Linked DNA regions of Mus musculus: all the other regions are linked to region 2. Evidence: chromatin contacts called from public Hi-C and HiChIP or PLAC-seq data. All regions are on one chromosome and are shown on one strand. Each heading gives the region's core, a stretch centred on a gene start, on an enhancer-like site or on the middle of the called end of the contact. The rest is flanking DNA. Distances are from core to core; before and after follow the strand shown. Region 1 has its middle 20 kb from the start of Gm34053. Region 2 has its middle 82 kb from the start of Gm38709. Region 3 holds the start of Patj (PATJ, crumbs cell polarity complex component). Region 4 overlaps Gm12695 (predicted gene 12695).

Region 1 (2,700 bases), core at 17-2,516, 890 kb before region 2:
TCTGTAGTCTTTACTCAAATAAATTTATGATTATGTGTTCTGGGCTTTTAACCTATCACACTGTAATTAGAATATAATTTCCTCTTTGAGCCATTATTTATAACCATCCCTATATAATCTTCATCTACATAAACTAAGATGAGTAGCATGGTTGTTTTCCTATATGTCCAGCCTTTACTACAAGAATCAAAACTACTCAGGTATGATGAGAATGCTGTATAGAAAGAGTTAATCACATACAGATCTAGGATTACCTAAAACTTTAACCAATGTGAATGTAAAACGCATCCAGAGGGAGTGTATGCGTGCTGCTGACATTGCCTTGACCATGACAAGGACCCTAGCCTAATGCCCAGACAGAAATGCCAAAGCCTTCCCTTTTGGTCCAGGTGTGGATGTTGATAATGTGTGAAGAAAATGTACACCATTATTTTCTTCCCCAAAATATTTACAACCTGAAAACTTCTCTCCTGCTGAGACTGCTCGTACTAAGACTAGCTAAATAGCTCTCCTTGATCCAGCTGTTTATCATAAACGCTGCTTCCTTGTTCATCTGTATACCCTAAATCCCGCCTCCTCATTCACCTCTACACAGTAACCCTTATATAATAAACAGCATACTGAACACCTTATATAATAAACATACTGAACACCTTATATAATAAGTATACTGAACACCTTATGTAATAAACATACTGAACACCTTATATAATAAGCATACTGAACAGCTGGGGTGCTGTGGTTTTTCCATCAGAGGGACCAGTGCACCCAACTCCAGGTTTTGTCTTTGTGTTCCTCTGTCTGTCTTTTTTTCTTTCCTCACTGCCCCAATAAACTCCGTTCCTGGGTTTGTGCTAGATGTAGTAAAGATATCTTAACAGGCATTCTTCAATATGTACAGGCCATAAAGCATCCAGAGTCTATGCAAAATAAGATGTTGCTATGCAAGCTGGAAATACAAGGGACTAATTCTATTTTTCACTTTCATTAGCAAATATGATTTCTGTCCACTCCTCACTGACATTCATAATTCTGAATTTCTCTATACTTAAACTGCTCCCTCTAAGTTTCAGCTGGTGATTTTCACAGAAATGTGTCTCCTTGAGAAGCACCCTAAAGTGATTGATTAGCTTCCCTTGCAGCATTTGCTAAGCCTGGAGAACATTAGCCATTTCCATTTCTCCCCACCCTCCCAAGTGGAGGTGGGGAGATAAGAATCCTTGCAGTTCAGGGAGGAGGAGAGGACAGATCTATGACGAAGCAGCTGGTACCAAGGCAATTGCAGCCCTTGAGAGCAGCTCACACCATGGGGTCAGGGGAGCAGCATTTTATGTTCTTTTGTAGAATAAACTGAATATTTTTATAAGAAACAAATCCTCCCTCTATGATCCTGTTCCCATTAGTAGGTCAGGGTAAGAGCAAACCAGAGCAGCTTAATTTACTTAGAAGACATTCAGTATAAATACTCTATTCCCTTGTGTAATGTTCTTGTTCTGTTACCCTTAATATGTGCAAGCAAAGATGACTTAAAGTTTTGATATGCCCAGAGACCACTCTTCTTATAACATGGTTCATCTTTTAGGCTTGATGTCAAAAGTCAGAAAGTCAACATCAACACAGCATGTATTTGCACTCCACTAAACTACTCTACAATCTGTAACTGCTAACCCCATAAGTTTGAAAGTTTACCTTAACATTTGTGGGAAGCAGATGGTTTCCATACACTGCCAACCTGTTGTTACCCAAGCATTTTCTAAGAATTGTTTTCCAACCACAGTCATAAGCATAATTAACCTTTCTGAGGATTGAATAAATAAGAAAATGATCTCTACTCTGCAAGAAAGCTAAATATGCTATTCGAGCTTGCTCAGGGCAAGCCCCAGGACAAATGTAAAACCACACACATTGCAATGACTGATCCATGTTTGGTATGGTTTCCCTGGATGCTGTTCTGTCTTCTCCCCCACTCATTATATAATGCCCCGTCTCTTTCTTTTTACGTGCTCCTATGTGCTTGCTTCTCCTGTAATCATTGGCCTGGCTTGGCTCTGTTATATTTGTTCTCAATAGAGTAGAAACCAGGCGAGATATTTTTAGGCTGTAACGGATGATTTTACATGTGCTTCATTTCACTGTCTTTGGATGCCTGTGGGTTTCCTCTTGTATCTCTGACTTGTGTTTTGACTCTTTCTTAGGTTTGGTTTCTGATCTAGTGTCTTGCTGAACTTTGTATCTTTCTCTAATTAACATTCAGCGTTTCTCTGATTTTCTTTTTAAATTTTTTCACTTTGAAGCAAGTATAGTTTAGAGTCTTTAAAAGTCAAAGTGAAAATCCCCATTCCCACCCCAGTGATAGGTAGAGATTCTGTTTTTATCTTTCCGATTTCTACTTCTTGAATAACTATACTAAAACATGCCAATAATAAAGGAGCATTGTTACAATCTATGGAGTTAGGCCATGTTTTTATCAATGTGTGTGTGTGTGTGTGTGTGTGTGTGTGTGTGTGTGTGTGTGTGCGTGTGCATCCTTGCATGTGTGTGGCCTTGTCTTTGAGACAGTCTCATGTGTCACCTACTCAGTTCAAGGCTTGTGTGTAGATGAGGTCTTGAAATTCTGACCTTCTCAACTTTATCTGCTGCACGCTGTCATTTATGGTGGTTTAGTGGTTCTAGGGAGCAAATTCTGGGATTTGTGAATGG
Region 2 (2,700 bases), core at 33-2,532:
TTACATCATAGCTTTGGGGGTTTCTGTGTATAATTGGTCCCATTGTTTTTGTCTATAGAAGTACAGCACAGCACATTGGGAGCTGCCCACCTCATGGTAAAGAAGTAAAGATATAGAAGGGGATGATGTACCCCATTTAAAGGGACATTTCCAGTGCCCTATGGATCTCCCCATAAACTCAACCTCTTAAAGTTACACTGCCTCAAAGCAGTGCCACACTGGAGGAACAAGTTCAGTGCCACACTGGAGGAACAAGTTCAGTGCCACACTGGAGGAACAAGTTCAGTGCCACACTGGAGGAACAAGTTCAGTGCCACACTGGAGGAACAAGTCTTTAATACATGGACCACTGAGGGGCATTTAATGTGCAGGCTCTTAACACTGCTTTCTCTCACTATAGTCAGCTTTACTTTAGAAATATACCGCAGTGATAACTCAAGAGAAACCCATAGTTATCCCTGCTGTGCAATGCAAGTGTGTGCCCACATTGGGCCGTTTTAAAATTGTAGAGAGAAGGCCAACGAGACTTGAGGAAACTGTTCAGATTGGAATAAACACATTCCCAAGGCAGCATTCAAATAGTTGGTGCAAGTAAAATATACTTCCTGAGACGTTACAGTGCTTGTTGGGTGGGCTCATAAACAACAGTGAGACCTCTTCCGGTGACCAGGGCATTCTGAATATACCAATAGAAAATGGAAATAGAGCCCTGGCATAATAAGGCTCCAGTTTCCATGGCTGTCATTGATCTTGAATGTCTACCTCTAAACACAATGACTTAACTTGGTTTGGTTTCTCTTGCTACAAAGCCAGTCTCATCAATACCCAAGCCCAGACCCAAGCCAGCTCTCTGAGTAGAACTCAACTCTGGCCTTTCTGGAGAGAGACATTCCAGTCCCTGAAGTCCTTAGCATTTTACAGACTTCTTTAAAGGACCAAGTACAGTGTCTGGTACAATAAATCTGTGTTGACTTCTAAGCCAAGGCTGCCTGTGCTGAGGGAAGTCATGTTTTCACATTTATTAGACTTTCTTATTTTATGATTCACTTCATGGGACCCATGCCAGCAGCCCTGATGCTTTAGGAAGTGGACTGATGACTCAGGGACACAGTGTTAGATGTCCCCAACGGAGAGCTACAAGTGCCTCCTGGATGTCTCAGGCAGCCTAGAAGCTGCATGCTCAGGTTTGGCCAATGCTTTCTCTGCATTGTCTCTGCCTATTGTGTGCATGTGAGGAACGGCTGTTAGCATGTGCTCTGTGCTCCCTGGAAGAGCGGGACCAAACCTCACCACTAAAATGGGAAAGTTTCCATGATTTCATTCTCTCACCCACAGTGATCTCCGGTTTGCACGCTCGGATGAGGGGAGAGGTCTGCTTTCAATTAGATTTACTCAAAGGGGGAAAAAAGTGTTTTTAAATGGTGTGTAAAAATAATTCAATAAAGGCCTCAGAGGTGTGAGCTGTTGTCATACTCCTGTTTGGAAAACGTCACTCAGAAGGCACCCAGAGGCAACAGAGGGATGTGACACCTTAAAAAATTAATTTGTGAACCAAACCTTTGAGATTACTTGTCCTTTGTGCCAAGCTTCCAGTGTCCTCACTGGGGAAACCCGAGGCTCGGGACTGTTAGCCAGGCTCGGTCATGTTACCTGGTTTGGTACTACAGAAATTACACTTTTTTATACTTTCCCTTTAATTCTAAATGTCACCAAGAAGGTTAGCCCCTAACACAAAAGATACTCTATGGCCTTACTACAGACAGTTACCTACTCATAAATCTTGGTCAGACAGTAATGGGGGTATGAGAAATGATTGAATTCAGTCCAGTATCACAGTGTTAGATCGAGGGGAGACCTGGAGAAGGTGAAGCTGGGGAGTCTCAGAGGAGACAGGAGGTCCGCCCACCCCACCCCACCCCCTTGTGCTGAGAACCCTCATCTTTTTGAATGACATTTTAGATGCGTATGAGTGACGTCATTCAGGATGGTAATAGTTCAGTGAACACTCGGATCCCAAGCTCAGTAGGAAAGAAGAACTGAAAATGAGATGGAGGGACTGGGTTATGCTGTATCCCAGCTCAGTCAATCACTCCACTGTACGATCCCAGTGTCGGGATCAGGGCTGCCAGTATTTCGTACAAAACAACTGAAGGTCCTTGGGAGGGAAGCCACTAAATTGTTATAAAAGTCATTGAAAGTGGGTTAGTGAGATGGCTCAGCCAGCTGAAGTGCTTGCCGCCAAGTCTGACAACCTGGGTTCCATCTCTAGAAAACATGTGGTACATGGAGAGAAGTCACTCCCACACGTTTTTTTGGGGGGGCGGGGGATAAATCTAATTGAAAGCAGGTCTCTCTCCACATCTGAGCTTGTAAGAAAGTTGTACTCTGACATACACACACATACACATACCACATTCACAGCCACCCCTCCCACACACGTGCATAATAAATAAGTGTAACATTAAGTCATAAAAAGAGACACTATGGTTAAGGGAGTTAACATTGTTCCATTAAACAGTGATCACTTTGAACAAATCATTCTGACTGGGCCTTCCACTTATGCTAAAACCATGTGCCTCTAGCCTCCCACCCGGGACCAACCCCACAGCATGGACCACCTGGGTGTCTGGGATGAAGGTCTTCCCACGGGTTACTCTTCTACTTGACAGCCTATGTCTAGCCACTAGGCATAGTCCTATG
Region 3 (2,700 bases), core at 114-2,613, 700 kb after region 2:
TTTCTTTATTTGTTTTTTTATTATGAATGGGGTTACTTTCTTGATTTCATTTTTTACCAAGCCCCATTGTTTGTTATGAAAAGCTACCGATTTTAAAATTTTATTCATGTACTGTGTATTTATTTTTGAGACAAGGTACGTCCTGATATCTACTTCAGTAGTCCAGGCTGGCCTGAATTCACTCTGTACCTTAGGCTGATTTTGAACTCACAGCAACTCTCTTGTATGTGGTTTTTTTGTTTTATTTATTTTTTTACATTTGTGTGTGTGAGAGGGCATGGGGGGGGGTGCTGGGGGAATATGGAGCTCAAAGAACAACTTGCTGTAGTAGGTGTGGTTTTTTCACTATATGGCTTCCTGGGATAGAACTTGAACACAGGCGAACAGACTTGGGCAGCACCTTCCTTTACCCACTGAGTCATCTTGTCCAGTCATCATTGATTTTCTACCTTTAATACTGACATCCACAAATGCCATTTTACTTGCTTCTTTTCTATTAGTGTGCCCTTTATTTCTATTCTTAGTGTGTTTTTTTTTTTTTTTTTTTTTTTTTTTTTTGAGACAGGGATTCACAATACTACTTGAAACCCCAGAGCATATAGGGATTAGAGGTGTGCACCACCACCCAGCCATGACCGCTGTTTGCTTTGGCATAAGTTTCCAATAGTATGTTGAACAGGACAGATGAAAATGCATATCTTCTCTTTATTCCTTACATTAGCGGGGAAATTACATACCTTCTTACAAGGCCTAACAAATGTTATTTCCCTGAAATTATCACACAGCCATGAAGTATCAAACGCATAACCAGCAAATGCCCTAGTGTTGCTGTTGCTTGTATTATATTCATCTTTTGAGGATACCATTTTATCTCTCATCCCTGTCAATCACAGTGCCTAATAGCACATTTATTCAGTAAGATATCTGATGATTGATTCTCTTTAGCCTTTGAGTAGCCTATATTAAATAATGTAAATGCTTATCATCAAAATTCTAAATAAGAAAGACACTCATAATTACCCTTAGGATGACTGGGACACAGATTGACATTTACGATCTTTTACATTGAGTCAGCAAATCTGGCAAACAAAAGGGACACAAGAAGGCTGGATCAGAGGGGCCTCGGGCTAGGGGCTAAGTGGACTTGTCGTTTGTTTGGGGTCTCGGTTTTGGGTCAGCGCTGGTGGCCCACAACTCTGTACCTGGACGCAAAGGCCTCCGGCCTCCTCTCCAGGGCTGGTCGCCCCACTCGTCCCCCGGACCCTTCACAGGCGCGCAGACGCCCGGGGGCTCGAGCCCCGTTCGCCCCGCCCCGCCCAGCCTCCGGCGAGGTGGAGAGCGGCCCAGGTGAGGAGGCGGCCGCACTTCCGTCCAGGTGAGGGCAGCAGCTGTACTTCCGCCAGGTGAGGAGGCCGTCCGTGCCCGCAGCCCCGGGGCTCCCACCCCGCCGTCGCCCGATCAGGTAACGCTCGCGGCGCACCGAGCAGGGATCGCGCGGGAGCCGCGTCCCGAGCCCACGGGCAGTGCCCTGGGCAGCTCGCAGGCCTAGCGGCGGCCTGCTACCCACCCAGCCAGCCAGGCGCGGACTTCCAGGCCCGGCTGGCCGGCCTGCGAGCGCAGCGATCGCGCGTGCTCGCGGATCTAGCGGCCCGCGGCCTCCCGCAGCGGGGCGGAGCCTCCCCGCGGTCGGTGGGAGGGAGGGGAGGGAGCAGAGGAACCGACCTGGCCTCGAGTGGGCCTCGCGTCCCTCCGGCCTCTCTCTGCTGAGCTGGGGAGGTGGCTCTTAAGTCTTTGGGAAAGTTAATGGATTCCTGCTGGGAATCAAGTTCTGGAACGCACATCTTTCCCACCTTTCGAATGCCCCACCCCTCCTTGGAATCTTCCCTGGACTGTTGTTCCCTTGTACTTTGCCTCCTGTGGACTCTTTCCACTTCTGCTTCGAATTCCTCTTGAACTTGTTTGTCTCGGCGGTCCAGAGGCCCCACCTTGCTGGGCCTGATTTCTCTAGATTGTCTTTAACCTGCATCTAACCTGTGGTCTCATCGTCGTGTCCGACGATTGTGTCTTCAATGAAGAAGCTTACGGGTATCTAGCATAATCTCAGTTCCTTTGAGACAGCTAGACCACATTCCAGGTCTGCGAGCCTTCCCCTGGCTTCCAATCCACCATTTATTTCTAGGGAGAGGTAGGGAGAGGTGGGATAAAAACTGGAATCTATTTATTTTGCAGAGTTAGAAAATGGGAGGTGAAGTTGTGACCTGCTATTTTAGGGCTCTAACGGCCTTTATAAGGTTTAATGAAATTTTAAGATACTTTGAACGTTAATAAATGCGGATGTGGAAGGATTCATCCTAATTTAGATGCTATTATTGGTGGCATATAGTGGACTTGTCATCAGAATAATGATTTGATTTAAAATTGAGTTGTATGAAGTTGTCACTCGAATTGAACTTCATCTTCATGAACTCTACTTACTGATTATTATTGGCTGGTGGGGAGGGGGATCTAATCTAGCACCACACACATACTGACTAGATGTGTCCCGTCCCTTGGTTCTACCCGCAGCCATTGAGCTTGTATGGAGCTAACATAAATTCATTGTAGGGAAAACAAGGGAATTTTCGAAAAAGGAATATAGCAAAGCAGTTGACAGGAAAACTGGAGGTGAACTTAGGTGAAGGTGGGAAAAGGAGGGGGATG
Region 4 (2,700 bases), core at 196-2,695, 970 kb before region 2:
AGTATCCATGAATGTTGCCAAACATGTGAGAGTTAAACTGTTACTTCTTCGCACACATTTTCTGTGACTGTCTTCAACTAACCTGTGTGATATATCTGTGGATCCACAGCAAGCATTCTGTCATCCTCATGTCATCTGTCTCAATGATAACAATGTCAGCATGCTTTCTACATGGAGGTTAGGTGTTAAAATAGCTGGAGGGAGAACTATAAGTGTAGATTGCAGCATCACTAATGATCACTAACTGCTTTATAAGCCTGAAATTTGAGCTTAGACATGTTAGATGCTGTACTTGGGAACACAGAGGAACAATCTCTTGCCTATAGAAGTTCTCCAACCCATGGAGAAGTTAAGTTATGCAAAAGATTAACTGAAATGAAACAATCTTTACAATAACAACTATTTACCTACAAATATAGCCTATGCCTCACACTCCATCCCAAGCATTGTACAATATTCATTTGCTTCTTATCATTACCCACTTCACATAGGGAGAAACTGAGTTCTAGAGTGGTTCAATCACTTGCTTAAATTATTTAAATTAAATAGTTAACTATAAAGTTAACTACTATATCATATTATAAAATGAGGGTAAGAGTTTAAATGTGAGTCATAGAGTCTGCTAATTTCGTTCTTTGAACTGTGAAGATCTATGTCATAAACAGCCAAAAGAGTGTCCCGACATTTTTAAAAGATGTAATTTACATCCCACGTGTCCTTATTATTTAACTTCCACCTAGACACATCCTAGGATCTCGTTGGAAGAGTCACAGTTAGGAATTATCCAGATCATGTTGGCCCTTAGGCCTTTCTTTGGAGATTGTCTGGATTGTTAATTGATTTAGGAAGATGCAGGTCATTGTGAGAGGCACTGTTCTTCAGAAGGTCATTCTGAACAGCTTTAATAGTATGAAAACCTAACTGATAAGACTCTGGAGTAGAATCAATATCTTCTGATCTAAAGTAAGCAAAACCTCATTCTCCTTCTAGTAGCAGATATAGTGAGAAGTCTGGGAGATCTAGGTTTGAATCATGGATCTAATTCCTGCGAACCTCATCATTTTGAGTTTGAGTTCTTCCTCTGCAAAGAAGGGTACTAAGCCGTCAGTCTTGCCAATGTGCAAATTTAGAAATGAAAAGAATACAATGTTTAAGCCCGTGTCTTTTAAGGCATTCTGCCTCTTTGGACTTTATATTTTCTGTTTAGACTTTGGCTCTTTGGGTGAATTCTTGGTATATCATTTACTCAGCCATTTGTTTCAGACACTTTCTTTCTTTAGAATACTTGTCATTCCTTGTTCCTTCTCTTTAAGGCTATTTTCTTCACAATCCCCATTAGAGAATAAGCCCAGTAAGTTCCCAGAAACACTGATTTGATGATGGATGGTCTGCTGGAGCCTGGATAGGGAATGCACTGGCCTACTTAGCTCCTTGCACATAATAAAGAACAGTGAGTCATCTGTGGGCAGAGCAGGTGTTGTCAGCTCTACATCTAGAAAAGGCCTTCATGGTCTGTGAAATACTGTGGCTAATGAACAAACAGCGTGACCTTAGCTAATCCTCTTTCCCATTAGACAGTTGTAGATGTTCCCAGATCTGGCTGATATATTCTTTGGCTGTTGAGCAACTAGCAAACTTCATAGAAACGGAGAAAACAGGCATAAACAGTGAAGGGGGCATGAAAAAAAAGGCATCTCAAAGCCATCAGAATCTGTCCCCAAATTCAACAAAAACTACATGTTTTCTCAGACTGTTTTATTCCTATTAGAAAGGTCCAAATCTTTGGGGAGTTTCTTAGCAACTAGGTTTAAGATCCAGGATACATTATGATGACTTAACATGTTATTTAGGAATGGTTTTCCTTTCACTTGGTATATGGAGGCTCAGGGTTACTTCAATAACCTTTTAATCTCTCTTCTTCACCATAGAAATCTTCCCTACATGATTTATCTCAGCTTTCATGATGACCTTCCTGCTTGTACTTATTTTGTGGATTTTGGTAGAGAAGGATGCCTTATGCTAACTCCCAGGATCACAGTTAAGGCTCAACTTCACCATGTGTCTAATGACCAAATGTATACTTCTGTGCCTGTCCTGTTTATCCTTTTCCCTGTCAAGAGTCAGCTCAATTCCTAACATTTGGAGAAGATGGCTTCAACTTAGAATGGCTTGATGAAGCCACCAAAGCATTCTTCATATCATGCTTCAATTCCAGCTCTGTCTCCCAATACAGTCTCTGGTACTTCAGCTCATTACACGCTAAGCCTTCTCTCATGTTTGTTTCGTTTTATATTACAAATTTTAATTGATACATTTTATGTAGTACCATGTGATATTCCAATAAAAATAAACTCTGTATAATTTAATATCATCTCAAATATTTACCATTTCTCTTAATAAAATTATCCAGAATTCATTCTTTCTAGATTTTTTTTAAAGACATGGTCCATTAGAACTCCTTTCTCATATTTAATAGTAACTAAGCACCTTATGTCTTTCCTTTGGACTACTTAATTTTCAATTCTTCCTTCGATCATAAAACTTTATTACGTATCACCTCTTTACCCTTCCTCTGTAATGCTGTTAACTACTGCTATTCTGTGGTTTGCTTAGAAGTCTATCCTTGAGGGTAGAAGCTCAGTCTTTCTGGATTTCTTCCTGGTCTAGCCTCTAACCCAGCTCTGGAGTCATTAATACCGT

The links. A called contact is a pair of places that touch in the nucleus more often than the background predicts. HiChIP or PLAC-seq counts read pairs in DNA pulled down with a chosen protein or histone mark.
Region 1: a contact with region 2 is called in a Hi-C map of uterus, with 4 times the contacts expected there. The contact joins two enhancer-like sites. A contact is called at or near these places in 2 of 39 promoter capture datasets (liver and maxillary cranial neural crest) and 2 of 484 Hi-C or Micro-C datasets (both in uterus).
Region 3: a contact with region 2 is called in an H3K4me3 HiChIP or PLAC-seq map of embryonic forebrain, with 4 times the contacts expected there. The contact joins the promoter of Patj here to the enhancer-like site in region 2. A contact is called at or near these places in 7 of 39 promoter capture datasets (the C10 cell line, cranial neural crest, hematopoietic stem and progenitor cells and 4 more), 10 of 115 datasets of contacts at active chromatin or transcription factors (astrocytes, bone marrow-derived dendritic cells, bone marrow-derived macrophages and 7 more) and 1 of 9 other capture datasets (adipose tissue).
Region 4: a Hi-C map of uterus shows a contact between it and region 2, with 2.9 times the contacts expected there. The contact joins two enhancer-like sites. A contact is called at or near these places in 3 of 484 Hi-C or Micro-C datasets (all in uterus) and 2 of 115 datasets of contacts at active chromatin or transcription factors (fibro-adipogenic progenitors and stem cell-derived neural progenitor cells).

What each region holds. Positions count from the first base shown.
Region 1 is chr4:96,805,690-96,808,389 of GRCm38.p6, forward strand. No RefSeq gene overlaps it. Among named protein-coding and RNA genes, the nearest start is that of Gm34053, 20 kb to the left of the region's middle. Within about 2 kb of position 1,267, at least 3 of the 459 cell types and tissues checked have an H3K27ac peak or open chromatin away from gene starts, as enhancers often do. A contact at or near this core is called in uterus, where this site is marked.
Region 2 is chr4:97,694,544-97,697,243 of GRCm38.p6, forward strand. It overlaps a transcript of Nfia not described here. Among named protein-coding and RNA genes, the nearest start is that of Gm38709, 82 kb to the right of the region's middle. Within about 2 kb of position 1,283, at least 36 of the 459 cell types and tissues checked have an H3K27ac peak or open chromatin away from gene starts, as enhancers often do. A contact at or near this core is called in adipose tissue, fibro-adipogenic progenitors and uterus, where this site is marked.
Region 3 is chr4:98,394,463-98,397,162 of GRCm38.p6, forward strand. Patj (PATJ, crumbs cell polarity complex component) reads left to right here and starts at 1,364. Exons shown (of 44, transcript NM_172696.2): 1 at 1,364-1,462.
Region 4 is chr4:96,724,401-96,727,100 of GRCm38.p6, forward strand. All of the region lies in intron 11 of Gm12695 (predicted gene 12695), which reads right to left. Among named protein-coding and RNA genes, the nearest start is that of Gm12695, 61 kb to the right of the region's middle. Within about 2 kb of position 1,446, at least 31 of the 459 cell types and tissues checked have an H3K27ac peak or open chromatin away from gene starts, as enhancers often do. A contact at or near this core is called in fibro-adipogenic progenitors and uterus, where this site is marked.